Regions from separate parts of the Mus musculus genome. Here region 2 is linked to region 1. A link is a contact called in public promoter capture Hi-C data. All regions are on one chromosome and are shown on one strand. The core of a region is the stretch at or near the end of the contact, and the rest is flanking DNA. Distances in the headings are between cores, read along the strand shown. Region 1 holds the start of Plekhg4 (pleckstrin homology domain containing, family G (with RhoGef domain) member 4). Region 2 holds the start of Cenpt (centromere protein T).

Region 1 (4,636 bases), core at 124-2,623:
AGAATCAAACACAGGGCCTTATGCTATCCACAAAGCTATCTCCCTAGCTTCCCTCCATCTTAAAAAAACAACAGGATCTTGTTATGAAGCTCTGTCTTGTCTGGAACTTTTTTTTTCCCCTTTTTTTTAGACCTGGCTAGCCTTGAACTTGTGTATCGTCCAGCCCTTTCATCTCAAGCCCTAGATTAGAGGCATGCACTCTTTGGTCACAATGAGGGCCGTTCTACGTCAAAGAAGGTGGTCTGAGACAACAGGGTTTTAGTCAGCTCTGTTTCCCCATGCAGTCTGGGACCTAAGAGAAAAGGCTGTGATGCCCCTGGTGGCCTTGAATGCCACTCCCAGGAGCCTGGGTTTATTTGGGTCAAAGATGAGAGGGGTCTGGGAGGTTTGAGAAATCAGTTGCTTTGCTGATTACAGTGGTCCTGGCTTAAGGGACTTAAGTCATACACAGACTTAAGGGAATGTATCCCCAGATCTCCAAAGCTAAGGAGTCGCCTTTTCTTTTCTTTTCTTCCCTTTTCTTTCCTTATGGATGGATGTTGTCAAGAAAAGAGAGGTAGGGAGGGCTGGGGAGGGGGGAGGGCGGAGTGGGGGGGGGGGCTGTCCACATTCTACAATCTCAGTGGAAAAGACTTCTCTGAGTAGATTCAGCAACCAGCAGAACCAGAGATGGCCTTCGTGAGTCACTGTTCAGACTTGCAAGCTCAGCTCTGGAAGCCCGCTGTGGTCAGCCACCCCAGGTTGGCTCCAGGCCTAGCCCCCCACTGTCCCGCACTGGGCCAGTGTCTGTCCCTGTTGCTGTTCCATGCCTTTCCCATCCCAGATACGTGTGCCTCACAGCTCTCTGCCTCTTCTGTCTGAGTCTGTCTGTCAGTCATTTTCTCTAACCTTGGTTTCCACGTCACCCACGTGGGAAGAGTTCAGGACGGGAGGGGCGGTGTGACTAGTCTTAGATACCCCTAAATATTTATTCTGTGCCAGGCCTGACATACAGAGCTCGAAATATCAAAGTGGACAATATTCAGTCTGCCTGCTTACAGGGCACATTCTGTGTGGAGTGAGAAAACCACAGCCTAGTTCTGCCTCTGTCTCAGCACGCGTGCCTGCGCTCCCCCAACCGCCTGCTGTGTTCAGAGGGCCTGGGTCAGTTAGGGCCTGAGACCTGATGCCTCTTATTTGCTTCATCCCTGGGAAGGGTTATGTTCCTCCCGGGAAGTCCATCTTCTTACAGCTCCTGGGGGCCTGGCTAGTGGGTGGAGGTGAGCCTCAGAAGCAGGAGGGAGGGAAGGAGAGAGGGAGGGAGGGGCAATGACTCAGTGGGGGTGGCCTGGGACAAGAACCAAGGACAGAAGCCAAGACTGGACCTGATGCTCACTGAAGCTAGAGGAAGGAGAGATGGAAGACATGCCTAGGAGCTGGGGCTGGAGAAGGACAACTCCAAGGCCAGCCTTGCCCCTTGCTCTTCAGAATCTGCCTTAGAGTCAGAGATGGGTGGGGACGCCTGTTGTTTCTACCATGGCTGCAGCTGATAACTAGATTCATGAAGGAATCGCCTGACTTAGAGCCAGGGAAGGCATTATGTCCAGTGTCCTCTCCTCCCAGGGACCAAGGCCATGGTGTGGGGGCTACATGCCTTTGTCTGGTTGCACAGATAACCTTTTTCTTATGATCTTTCCACAAATTCAAGAGTGTTAGGCCAGGCCCACTTCCTCCAAAAGGACCCCAGACTTTAGAGTTAAGAACGAGTAGGGGTCTCCCAGCTATCCCAGTGTCTTTCATCAGTTCAAGATTCCCTAACGAAGGGTGAAGTGGGAAGGCAGGGCATGAACACAGATATCTGATCCATCCATCAGGATTTCCCTGGTCCATCGGGCAACCCCAGGAGAAAAGAATGCTTTTCTTGTCTTACAGGAGAGGAAGATGAGGTGCAAAGAGAAAAGGGTCCCTGGAACAGCCCACAAGAGGTGAGTGATGGAACCAGATCTCAGCTGGTCTCTGGCCCCAGGGCACCAGCTTTCTTAGCCACCCTTTTCTGTGGATAGGGAAAAAGAACTCAGGGAATGAGGGTTTGAGCCTTATGTATGTTGGCAGGCCTGGGTCAATTCCCACCCAGAGACATAGCTACCTACCCTCTTCACCTTCCGGGTTTAACAAGTCATGGGATGTCACCGTTTATCTCTAATTTATTTCTCTGTCTTTTTGTTGTTTGTTTTATTAATTAAACCTGGGGGCTCACACAAGTCAGGCAAGGGCTCTGCTACTGAGTTACACCTCACAGCCCATCCAACCTGTTCCGTGGTGGGTGGGCCTGAGAACCTGAAGGGGAGATTCAGGCTACAGAGGAGTGGTGGTCCCTCCCACTATCCGTGAAGATTATCCACACGCAGCTACCAGGGCATAGGGAGTCTCTCTGGAGACGGCCCCTAATCATGGACTCACATGTGTGTGTGTGTGAGTGTGTGGTGGTGGGTGGTGGGACAGCTCTGAGGACCACGAGGGCTTGAGTGGTCCTCATCTTGTACATGGAAGCTGGGCAAGTATTCCCATGTCCCATCACGGGAATGGTAAAGGAGCCTTGCCCTCCTCCCACAAGGGCGTCCTTTGCTTCGTGCAAGAGCCTTCTTTCCATCGGCAGAGCCACGGCTCACTCACCCTTTCAGACAGTTCCAGCTCTGAGCACAGTGAGCACAGTGGAATGAATGTTGCCGGGGTCGGCAGAATGAGAAGTCAAGGGAGGGCTCGCCAAGTCTCCGAGGCACTGAGAGTAGGAACCCAGCGGCCGGCGGGCGCGGATGCTCTAGGCAGGGGGCAGTAGGCGTGGTCCCAGCTCTCCTCCGCACCCTCGGCCTTGCAGAGCGGCGCCTTCCGGAAGAACCTGTGATTCGGTCCTCCAGCCCCTAGAGAGCGCCGCGTCCACAGCGGCCTTGCGGCCCTTCGAGCCACCAGAAGGTGGCGCCCTTGGAATCTGGGCAGCCTCGCTGTACCCATCCTCGAGGCTGCGGTGCGTTTGTTCTTCGTTAGTTCGACGGCTCTGGTGGTGTAGCCTCCCGGCTTCAGAGTTCCCCACTGCACGTCCCAGGGGTGTGAGTGTGCGGGTGACCCGTGTGGGGCCGGGAGCACTGGGACAGGCGCCTAGGCCAAGGCCTGGCAGGGTGGGCTAGAGCGGAGAGCTGCGCGTGAGCCGGCTAAGCCTGTCGTGAAGGTGTGCCCGAAGGTATGGCCACCCAGTAGTGGTTCACGGAAGCGTAAGCCAGTCTTAGGCCCAAAGGAGACCCTGTTTCTTCCCTCACCAGCACACCAGGCTGGACTACTTTACTTTTACTTTCAGGGGACCTGGTACCCAGCCTAGCACTTCCTCCTAACCGCGGAGTCTTGCCCCACCATTTTCAAACCAGTTCCTGGATGAGCTGAAGTTTCCTTTCACGTCAAAGTCCAACCCGTTATCCACTTGTCCAGAGCAGACCCACTCTTACCAGGGAGTGATGGAAGGGCCTCTTGAGTGTGGGGATGTGTCCCCAGACTCCCAGGGCCATGTTGCAGATGGGAAGAGATTTGCTGTGTGCAGTTTCAGGAACACCCGGAAGGAGGAGGAACCTGCTCACGAGATACAGGCTATGGACCCAAGACCTTCAAGACCAGCAGCAGGGGCAACCCAAGGCGTAGGGCTACAGGGGGATTTCTTGGCCAAGGAGCCTCAATCGCTTCCGGAACAAAGGGCTGAGGATGGGCCACGGGGCTACCAGAGGAGCATAATAGGAGCCCCCCCAACCCAGTCAGAGGAGCCAGCCTTCTCTGAATTGGAAAACCTCTTGTGTTCTGGGTCCTCTCACCTTAACCTGACACAGGGTGACAATGACTATCGAGGGGAAGGCTTGATAGGGGACCCAGGTCCAGGCAGAACGCTGCCAGCTGGCTGTAGCCCTTTATCAGAGACATCACCAAAGCTACTGGAGGCAGGTAAGGGAGGCTGGGAAGTCTGGGGAGGGAATGGGGCTCTCTGGAGGTGGGCATTGACAGTTGGGAGGTCTCTGACCCTCCTCTGTCTGAAGCCCTAGTCTGTGGACAGTGTCTCTGGGCGAATGGCCCGATTCAGACCCAAGCCATTTCTCTTCCCAAGACCCTAGTGGATCCAGCTTCCCTAAGCCTGCTGACTGTCTCCTAGCTCGAGACCTCGCCTGGGAGCTACTGGCCAGTGGCATGGCTGCCCTACCAGGTAGTTAGGAAGAGGACTTAGATGAGGTGGAGGAACGGTGGCTGGATTAGGCCAGTATTCACCCTCTCCTCTCCACAGGGACACGGGATGTCGAAGGCCGAGCGGTGTTGCTTCTGTGTGCCCACAGCCCAGCTTGGCTCCATCCCAAGTCTAATAGCCATGAGCTGCTGAGCCTTTTGTTTTACCTGCGAGGCATCCCCAGGTTAGAGGGAGAAACTTGGAATGGGGAGGGGAGGAGGGTGCTGAGGCTAGACCCGTGAAGTCCTACGATCTGTGAATCGGGTGTTGAAACAAAACTCACCGTTTAGGCCTGAAGTGCAGGCACTGGGCCTGACCGTACTAGTCGATGCCCGAGTCTGCTCGCCGAGCTCTTCCCTCACCTGGGGCCTCAGCCGGCTACAGGTGAGTAGATCGTGGTGTGCA
Region 2 (4,675 bases), core at 2,080-4,579, 480 kb after region 1:
AGCTGAGTTCAGTCTCCTGTCTGTCACAGAGTGGTAGCTTCTCCCTAAAGCTAGAAGAGATTACAACCTTACCTGGAAGAGCAGAGGCTAAGGAATTGTCTTCCAGATCCTGCAAAAGAGCACCAGCATTCACAAGCTGGCGGATGGGACGTCTTCGAGCCAGACCAGGTCTCTCCACTGTCTCTGGCTGACCAGGTAGAACAAAGGTAAGATTGAAGGAGCTGTTAAGATGGAAGCAGACACAAGGAAAGCCTGAGACACAGCTTCCCCAAAGGGACTTATCTCTTAGAATCTGGTGACCATACTGTATAAACCCCAGAACAGGGAACAGTACCTAGCCAAGGATGAAACATCAGCACTCCTACTCCTACGTGGCTCTATCAGGTTCCATCAAGAAAATGTAAGAAAAAGAATCCACAGTGAGTTACCCAAGCCTACGAAAGCTCTCTTGGGTCTTTCCTATATCCCAAGCGGAGAGAAAATAGCTCAGGTGTGTGCTAGATCTCACCTTGGGAGAGAGGCAACCCCTGGTCCACTTCCTGCTGAAATACTGATAATCTCAGTTTCTGCTTCCTTTTGCCAGGGGCTGTTAGACCCGGAGCCAGGGTTGAGGGGGGCTCCAGTTCAGGAAGGTGTAGCTCCAGGCTGTAAGGATGAAGTTTATCTCAAACATGTCAGGAAGCCCAATTTTAGTTTCTGGGGATCCCAAGAGGTGGCTCAGCCTATGAGGGAAATTCACCGTGTACCTTCCCCGACTGCTCTCCCGTCTGGAGGACCGGGCCACTTCTGGTACTTGTGCTGGCTTCACCACTGGGTCTGGCATCACAGTGGACGATTCTGGGGCTATAGAATGAGCAAGAAAAGGGTGGGGCTGACCAAGAAGGACATCATAGGACTCACTGTTGGACTAGCACCTAATTTTAACTGGCAGGCTGACACCCACTTACCAGTTAGTAAGATATTCCTTAGCAGAGTCCGGGGTGTCTGTTCCTCCAGGCGCCCACGACCTTGAACACGAGTCGATCTGCCAACTGACTATGGGTACAAGCGCCACTAGTCTCTCTTTTGGCTTGAGAGCCCCTCAAGGTAGGCTTCAAAACAAAAATAGACTTTAGGGTTCTATGAAGTCACTCATGGAGTAGGTGGACACTTACCCTAGCTCCATGGGATTGCTTCCTAGCACTTGTCTTTGTTTGGCTACCCTGCCTGTTAGAGTATGGCGTTTGAGACCGTCTTCTTTGTGCACTGTGTAAAAAAACAAAAACAGGACAACCTGCCCTGAGATCTCTGTAGGAAGTTGGGGGTAAGGACCTGGAGGTACAGACGTTTGTTTAGGGGCTGTGGTTTAAAAGCTTTCCTTTAGGGGCAGGGTCCCAGAAACCACTTGTACCTTCCATGGTCCCCAGCAAAGAGGGGGATGAGGGGTAACCCTGAGGGACAGATGGACTATGACTGATCTAGCTGGGATGAGGGTAAGTCTAGCAGAATAACAAAACATGACTGGAGGGTGGTCACAGAGGTTACAAACCGGAAGAGCATCCTGTCCCGTCCCAGGCATTAGAATAACAATCCAAGTAGGACATTTTTTTTTTTTTTTTTTTTTTTTTTAGTTTTTCGAGACAGGGTTTCTCTGTGTAGCCCTGGCTGTCCTGGAACTCACACTGTAGACCAGGCTGGCCTCGAACTCAGAAATCAGCCAAGTAGGAAATTTAAGTTACTTTTAACCTTTCAAGTTGTCATCAAGGTGTGACATTAAGCTCCCCATGGGTCACCCCAGCCCTTTTTCTCCAGTACAGTGTGTCTCAGAACTCTGTGTTCCGCAGGCTTCCACCTCATTACTCACAGGCCTAAAACATAGCCGGAGGGGCTGGCCAGATTGCTCAGTGGTTAAAGGCAACTGCTTCCAAGCCTAGCATCCTGAGTTCAATGACCTGGACCCACGTGCTGGAAGGTCAGAACTGACTCTAAGAGTGTCCTTTGACCTACACACACTCTCTCACAAACACCGACAGTAAATAAATACATAATGCCCCATCATGAATTAACAAGGGCCCGGTGGGACCAACATGTTAATCCCAGCGACCAGGGAGGTTAGGGAAAGAGGATGGGGAGTCCAAAGCCTGTCTGGGCTAGTTTCAAGCCACGCCCAGGCAACTTCTTGAGATCCTGTGGCAAAGAAATAGGGAAAGGGCTGGAGATGACGCACAATGGTAGGGTGCTTAATTAGCAGGCATAAGATCCTAGGATCAACCACTAATACTTTGGAGAATAAAAGAAAACACCTTATCATGAACGAGTCTCCACTTGGAAAGAAGGGCATTCTTCCAGACTGGTGGAAGCCAACTTCGGTACCTTCTGCTCACAACCCTCCTTAAGCTTCACTCCCCAAAGTCAGGACTACACAGAGGAACCCTGTCTCGAAAACCGAAAAAACAAAAACAGAAGAAAGAAGAAAGAAGAAGGAAGAAGAAGAAGAAGAAGAAGAAAAAGGAAGAAGGAAGAAGAAGAAGAAGAAGAAGAAGAAGAAGAAGGAAGAAGAAGGAAGAAGAAGGAAGAAGAAGAAGAAGAAGAAGAAGAAGAAAGAAGAAGAAAGAAGAAAGAAGAAGAAAAGAAGAAAGAAAAAAGAAAGCAAAGCATCAAGAAGAAGAAAGAAAAAAGGAAAGCAAAGCATGAAGAAGAAGAGAGAAAAAAGAAAGCAAAGCATGAAGAAGAAGAAAGAAAAAGAAAAGAAAAAAAGCAAAGCAAGAAGAAGAAAGAAAGAAAGAAAGAAAGAAAGAAAGAAAGAGAAAGAAAAGAAAGAAAGCAAAGCATCTTTCCAGTTCCTGCCCCCCGACCTGCCATGGGAGCCTCAGAGAGTAGGACTGTGTGTGTTGTGAAAGGTGAAGTCACCTAGAAGCAGGGGTAGATGTCACGACAACCTTGGCCTGGGAGGGGGGTGAGTGAAACAGGCTAGAAAACACAGAGCCTTGCCCTCTGCTCCTAGAGATCCAGCACCGTTGTGAGTGAGACTCTGCGGTCTCACCCTGGGGCATACGGTGAGAGTACAAAACCGCACAGCTGAGTTCAATTTGATTAGGAACCCCGAGTCTGATCTCAGCATCTCAGACTGTACTCTGAGACGCGGTTTTCCTTTCCAGACGCAGACACCACTGTCCATTCATTCCAGTTGCTCACCGCAACACTCTTACGTACTTGATCCGAGTGCTCCGGCGTCTCATCGGAGTGCGCGAATCCGCCGTCTCCAGCACGCGCCGCAAAAGCGTGCGTACAGTAGGATCGCCGTCAGAAAAGCTGAGGTCCGCCATGTTCAGGACCCCACCCCTCCTAACTGCTCAAGCAGCAGCGAGCACCGCGTTCCCACCGCCTATTTTGAGTCAAGTCTCGCGATGCTGCCACATGGCCCCACGGGAACTGTAGTCCAACAGCTGGGGAACCGGGTCTGATGTGATTGTAAATTGATTTTGGAGGCGGTCTCATGTTAACCCTGAGGGGAAAGCATGCAACCAGTTAAGACTTCATGGTTTCTTCATTTAAAAAAAAAAAAAAAGTTTTTTTTTTTAAAGGCTTATAATAATCTTAAAGAACTAGGGGACTAGAAGTATGGCTCAGCGGCAAGGCCTACTTGCTGCTCTTGTATAGAACCTGAACCCGTAAGGAAAGGTCATGACTGCCAGAAACACCAGTGTCCGGGCATCAAATGTCCTCCTCTGGTCTCTTCAGACACCAGACATACATGTAGGGTCAACCTCTCTGGACAGCCCTCTTGCCTTTACCATAGGAATACTCCGATGGCAGATGTAGGCCACTATGGTAGATTTTGATAATTTCATGTGCGCGCACGTGCGTATATACTTTTTGTTTTTGAAACAGCGTGGTGTGTAGCCCAAGCTGACCTCAAAATCCCTAGGTAGTCCAAGATGACCTTGAACTTCTAAGCCTCCTGCTTCCACTTCTGTTTGATTGCGTTACAGGTGTTTTCTTCCTTCCTTCCGTTCTTTTTGTTTGTTAGTATAGAACAGGATTTATTCAGGGCATGGGAAGGGGAGATGAGGGAGTAGACATAGAGGCAGAGAGAATAGAGGAGTAGAGGTCGCCCATGGGCACCTGGAGAGAGGGAGGAGGGCAATGGGGGGGGGAGTAGAAGCAAGAGCAGGTGAGCGAGAATACAGGTGTTTTCTATTGCACCCCGTTTAAATTTTTATTTTCTTTAGAAGTCTTGGGTTTTGTTGTTGTTTTGTTTGGGTTTTGTTTTGGTTTGGGTTTTTTGTTGCTTTTTTTTTTTCGTTGTTGTTGTTGTTTTTGGTTTGGTTTTTTGAGACAGGTTTTGGGTTTTTTTTTTGTTTTTGTTTTGTTTTTTGTTTTTTTTGAGACAGGGTTTCTCTGTATTGCCCTGGCTGTCCTGGAACTCACTCTGTAGACCAGGCTGGCCTCGAACTCAGAAATCTGCCTACCTCTGCTTCCCAAGTGCTGGGATTAAAGGCGTGTGCCCCACCGCCCGACTGTTGTTTTGTTTTGAGACAGGTTGTATGTAGTTCAGACTTGCCTCAGACTTTCCACGCAGCAGATGATGACCTTGAACTTGTGATTCATGCCTGTGGTTGCTGGGATTTGAACTCAGAACCTTCCAGAGAGCAGTCAGTGTTCTTAAACCCTGAGCCATTTCTCCAGCCCCCTT

The links. Promoter capture Hi-C pulls out the DNA fragments that hold promoters and counts their contacts.
Region 2: a contact with region 1 is called in a promoter capture Hi-C map of embryonic stem cells. The contact joins the promoter of Cenpt here to the promoter of Plekhg4 in region 1. A contact is called at or near these places in 3 of 39 promoter capture datasets (cranial neural crest, embryonic stem cells and neural stem cells), 2 of 115 datasets of contacts at active chromatin or transcription factors (bone marrow-derived macrophages and embryonic stem cells) and 1 of 9 other capture datasets (adipose tissue).

The regions. Positions count from the first base shown.
Region 1 is chr8:105,371,899-105,376,534 of GRCm38.p6, forward strand. Plekhg4 (pleckstrin homology domain containing, family G (with RhoGef domain) member 4) reads left to right here and starts at 1,374. Exons shown (of 23, transcript NM_001364406.1): 1 at 1,374-1,964; 2 at 2,855-3,001; 3 at 3,566-3,957; 4 at 4,118-4,213; 5 at 4,292-4,415; 6 at 4,522-4,615. The coding sequence starts at 1,921.
Region 2 is chr8:105,848,679-105,853,353 of GRCm38.p6, forward strand. It overlaps Cenpt (centromere protein T), which reads right to left and starts at 3,330. Exons shown (of 13, transcript NM_177150.2): 1 at 3,193-3,330; 2 at 1,155-1,245; 3 at 948-1,035; 4 at 747-843; 5 at 509-645; 6 at 335-377; 7 at 73-221. The coding sequence starts at 3,305.